Linked DNA regions of Hordeum vulgare: region 2 is linked to region 1. Evidence: chromatin contacts called from public Hi-C data. All regions are on one chromosome and are shown on one strand. The core of a region is the stretch at or near the end of the contact, and the rest is flanking DNA. Distances in the headings are between cores, read along the strand shown.

Region 1 (2,700 bases), core at 59-2,558:
TCGTCGCTTTCCCGGCAACGATACCTAGCCTACCTACCTAAGAACCTCTGAACGTTGCTGGTAAAATCTTAATTAATCCACCAAAAAGATGCGCTTGCTTAACTTACTTGCTTGTCATTGTCACTGTGAAAGTTTCCCGAAAAGCCCACCGTTTAATTACACAGTATACTTACCCCTAACCCCGCAAAAATGAATTGAAAAAATTACACGCGGTGTACGTTTTACAGCAAAAAAGAGAGTATAGTAGTATATTTTGATCGATATAAAAGTAATAGGTCCCATATGCCCAGGGTCTGTGTCCCTGTGAGCCCGTGACGCCTGAGAAGACGACTGTAGAAGCGAACTGAAATCCGTGTTGCTACCGAGCCACCACCCCAGTACAGCCAAACGTCAGCAGGTATTCTGACTTGCTTCAGATCATGTTGGGCAGTGTACAGTACACGGAGGAAAATACGGTTCAGCTGCCCACACAGATCGTTAATGAATACGGGCGGTCGTATGCCGTAGAGATGTGTGGCTGTGAGTACGTACGTACGTACATACGGGGTCTCTGTACGTCTATAATAAATAGCCTCGTACTCAGAGAAATGGCAATCAAAATGCCCGAATAGACCGAGGCACAGCATTCACGGGGCATCGCCTGGAAGGCGGGCCCGGATCTAGGCGCTCCCCGGCCCCACCCCAACGACCGTTTCACGTAGAGCACACCAAAACAAAGCTACACGCCTCCCCGTCCAACGGCAAAGGCGAGCGCCCTCCCCGTCCGTGCACCCTGGACCCGGACCACCGGCTGACACCGTCATCAACCTGCGCCTCGTCACCCCCAAACAGCATTGCACTACTCTAGGGTGATAAATTTGCTCTGGATTGTGTGAGGCTGCCTACACAAACAAATGCAGAGGTACGTATCTGCAGAAGCATTGCAGCAGTAAAAATATCTCCAGATTGTGGCTGTTCTTCACGCCGCACACTTGGCAATCTGACTAGTGCATGCGACAAGTGATGGACGGAGGCCGTCGCATCAGGTCGCATTGGGCTGGACGGATCGTTGACACGTCGCCGATCAACTTAAATGGCTCGATCTCTAGCTATCAATGCGAAAACGAACAAACAAACAAAAAATCAATGACGGGACGGGGGTCCACGGTGCGCCGAGTCCACCAACGTTAGCCGGAGCGAAAAACCCTCATCATAACTCCATATAACGCAGGCGCACGCAGACGGACACGCTCCCTCCCATACCACCACCCTCCACTACGTCGCCACCCTCCGTGTAACTAAGCCTGGGCGGGCCCACCAACCGAGCGCCACCGCCGCGAGCGATGGACGCCGCCGGCCCGCCGCCCGCGGCCTCCGTCGACGACGTCGGCAGGTCATTCCTCGGCCTGTCCACCGCAGCCGAGGGAGCGTTCGCGGGCGCCGTCGTCCTGCTCCTCGTCGCCGCGGCCGCGTCGATCGCCGCGTACCTGGCGCGCCGGCGCGGGGGCGGGGCCAAGCCGCAGTCCTCGCGCGTCGACCACGCGCTCTCCTCCGGCTCGCTCCTCCCGACCTCCACGCCCAAGCACCAGAAGTACGCCGAGGTCGGCACCAGCTCCTCCGACGTGGCCAGCTCGTCGGCGGCGGCCAGCTCCCTGGAGTCGCCGGTGGGGAAGAAGCTGGAGAGGATCAGCGGAGGCGGGGCGGCGCCGGGGGTGGAGATGGGCTGGGGGAGGTGGTACGAGCTGGAGGAGCTGGAGGCGGCCACGGGTGGGTTCCGCGACGCGAACGTGGTCGGGGAAGGAGGCTACGGCACGGTGTACCGCGGCGTGCTTGCCGACGGCGAGGTCGTCGCCGTCAAGAACCTCTTCGATCACAAGTGAGCGCTCTTTCTCCCCGTCACTGTTACCGTGTTGAATTGTGGCACAGTATAGCGCTCTGTTTACTCTGCTTCCTTCGTCCAACCACGGTAGGGTAGAAACGAAACGTACTACTAAGCAGTACTTTTTCTTTAACCTCAAGATTAATAAACTGAACGATCTCAAAATGGAAAGTTAACTACATGGTACATGTATGTTCCCTTATTATTGATTGTTGTATCTCTGTGGTAGCTCGGGTAAGTAAATGTTAAAGCTCGGAGTAGTACTGTATGTGGCCATGGATTTCGGCTGTGCGTGTACCTTTGGTGCTTTGCTTTCCTGAACTAAATGCAAGTGTTGGGTAATTAGTCACGGTAAGTGAGGTTGTTGCAGTTTTCCTGTTGGTGTGGCTTCAAGATTGCTGCTCCTATATATCAAAAGGGCAAAATTGAACCTGTGGGCTTGTGGCAAGCATGCTTCTGTAAAATTAAAGGTCCAATTTGTCCTTTTGCAGAGATGCTTTTGTTTCCACATCGTACATTTCTGCTCAATTCTGGCTTGGTCTCCATTAGTCCGTGCATGTGTTGGTAATTAGTCACAATAAGTGCGGTGCTAGTTGTAGTTCTGCTGTTATCATTATTTTATCTGGTCATATCCAAGGGCAAAATAAACTTGTGGCAAGCATGTTTTTTGTTAACTCAAGTGCACAATCCGACCTTTGTTAAGATTATAGTTTGTTTTGTGTTCATCAGAATCTTGTGATGTCATTTGACTCAAGGGCCAAATAAAATGTATCTGTATAGCATTATGTGTGTGATTATTGATACGGTTGGCCTCCGTTGTGTTGTATACTCCTGTGAACCAA
Region 2 (2,714 bases), core at 153-2,652, 370 kb before region 1:
GAGAAAGAAGATGAACAATTCACCAAGCAGTAGATGTAAAAAAGGAATGCATGTTTGTGGTAGTGCAGTGACATCTTTTTAGAAACGATAGTAGTGCAGTGGTATGCATAAGTGTTTAACAACAATAAGAATTTGCACTGGAAATACGGAATACAAAAATGTAAACAAGCAGTGTATGGATAATGAACTGAAAGAACCACAGTAATGAGATAAACAGCCACCGGAGGAAGTAGACTCTGTACTGAAACATTACAAATAATGTGAAGCATGATAACACACTGACCATAATTAGTTCCTCATGCAAATCTATGCAGCCTCATTTGTCCATTGCACACAGCTATCAATTATAGTGATGGAAGAAACAATTCCGTGGAGAAGGAGTTAAGTTACCTTGTACGAGGTCGAGCATGGCAAGCTCATTCTCCGAGCTATCAAAGACAAAGATGAAGTATAGTGTTGCCAAATGCTTGTAGACCAGTTTCGTTCCCTGGAAAGCGTAAAAAAGAAAATCAAACGTTTTTATCCCTTACAGCTTATTGTAGGTAGTAAGATGGAAAAAGGTCACTCCAATAGTTCAGTTGTTTCTGTCACAAATTTAACTTCGGTGCAGATTTAGTTTTACAATTAGTCAAATGTTCGCAGCAACACACGCTAAATAGCTGTTCGCCACTCTCCTTCAAAAAGATTTCTGAGCATTTGCATACCTAGTTAAGAGTTTAGTCTGTTTACATACAGATTGACAAACATTTCAAATTTCCTGGTTCATTGCCGTATTGCCTACCATTCCGTCCTTTGCATTAGATATAGTACTACCGGTTTGGCCTAGGATAGCTGGACAAGGTTCAGTACCGGTCCAAAGATTGCATCGGCCTCGACGAAATTGCTCACACCCTCCGGCCTCGCAGACAACGCTGCAAGAAGAGGGTCCGTAACTCAACCACATCATCTTGCGAAGGAAAGCGAATCGTGTGTACACATACACTGGAAGACGCTGCGGACCAGCTCCTGATGCTTCTCCGGGTCCTGCAGCCACCGATTAATCCGTGAGCCGGAGAACGGAGAAAAACAAAGTCCAGAGCTTGGTCTCTAAGGTATTTCATCAAGAACATAGAGATCTAAAGATGAAGCGGTTCTGGATTTGGGTGGGGAAATTGGCCGAGCAGTTGGTGGATGGGTGAAGACTGAAGAAGTAAGGGCGTGAGGAAAAATAAGAAGGGGCGGCGAGTGGAGAAGGTTCGGGACCTGGAAATTGTAGAACTTGAGGAGGCGGGGCTTGCCCAGAGTGCTGATAACCATCACCGCCTGGATCATGGCCGCCGACGATGAGGAGGACGCGAGCGAAACGACCAGATCGCGACAGCCCTGGGGATATTAAAAAGGAAGTGCCGGTGCGATTGGGGATGGTGAATTGGTGAAATTATAGTACTAGAAGATGACGTGACTTTTAATTCAACAAAGCAAATATGGCCAAACCGGCGTGCTTATAACGCCGGCCCAACAGCCCGCAGGCCAGGCACCATACGGGCCCGACCCAGCACAGGCTAATCGTGGTCGGCCCAGGCACGAGCACGCCGTGAGTTGATTTTGATCTTGATGACTTTAGCCTCTTCCCCCCGAGCTCCGATCCCATTACCATGCCTCCATCCATGCAACCATCCTATACCGATCATCCATCTCTCGAGGCCATTCTCGATACCCAACCCGATGGTCACAACAATTCTAGTAGTGGGACGGGTTCCTCCACCAGCATGGGTGTGAGAAGAACTTGTCGTAGAACCTCTGAGGTGTGGGAATTTTTCGATGAAGAAATATCTATGATGGGCGGTGGGCGGAAGGTGTCGCCACGGTGCAAAAGGTGCCAGAAGGAGCTAACCGGAGAAGCCAAGGGAGGAACCGGCCACCTGAAGAGGCATTTGGATTCCCTCAAGAAGGCGGATGCAACGAGCGCATCTAGCTAGGCCGTGCAAACTCATCTCAAGTTCAACACCGACGGTACGGTAAGCAATTTCGTTTACGATCCTCAACGAGCGCGAGAAGGTCTATGTCGTTTTATTGCTTTGAATGATTTACCACTAGGTATTGGTGAATCTGGCGGTTTCATAGAATTTATTCAATCTTGTCATAATCCTAATCATAGAACAGTTTCTAAACAAACTACAAGTAGGTATCTTAAAAAGCTTTACCAGACTGGTAAAGATAAAATAAAAGATGAATTTTCTACGTACACTTTTTCAGTGTCATTAACATCTGATATATGGATTGGTCGGGCAAAGCAAGACTATATTAGTGTGGTAACTCATTATGTTAATGAACATTGGCATCTACAAAAAAGAGTCGTAGGATTTGAATTAATAAATGTATCACATAGTGGTCCAAACATTGCTGAAGCTATACTAAAAGTTGTGAATGATTTTGCTCTTGCCGACAAAGTTTTCGCAATAACTTTGGATAATGCTTCAGCAAACACGAGTGCAATGAACGCCTTGACTCCTATATTCTCCACATATGTTGTATCTTTTTTAATGCATCAACGTTGTGCTTGCCATATCATTAATCTTATTGCTAAAGGTGCTTTACATTTATGTGAACCACACGTTGAATGCATACGCTCTGCAATATCTTATCTTTCGCATTTAACTCAACGAATTTCAAACTATAGGAGATATTGCATTGCCATAGGTGCAACTCCTCATAAGTATAATTCAAACATGCAT

The links. Hi-C and Micro-C count contacts between places; a contact is called where the count stands out from the background.
Region 2: a contact with region 1 is called in a Hi-C map of seedling, with 4 times the contacts expected there. The contact joins the promoter of LOC123449236 here to the promoter of LOC123449235 in region 1. A contact is called at or near these places in 1 of 6 Hi-C or Micro-C datasets (seedling) and 1 of 1 datasets of contacts at active chromatin or transcription factors (embryo).

What each region holds. Positions count from the first base shown.
Region 1 is chr4H:517,710,411-517,713,110 of MorexV3_pseudomolecules_assembly, reverse strand. LOC123449235 (probable receptor-like serine/threonine-protein kinase At4g34500) reads left to right here and starts at 1,308. Exons shown (of 6, transcript XM_045126377.1): 1 at 1,308-1,855. The coding sequence starts at 1,323.
Region 2 is chr4H:518,085,488-518,088,201 of MorexV3_pseudomolecules_assembly, reverse strand. It overlaps LOC123449236 (AP-3 complex subunit sigma), which reads right to left and starts at 1,402. Exons shown (of 7, transcript XM_045126378.1): 1 at 1,243-1,402; 2 at 981-1,023; 3 at 850-911; 4 at 391-487. The coding sequence starts at 1,311.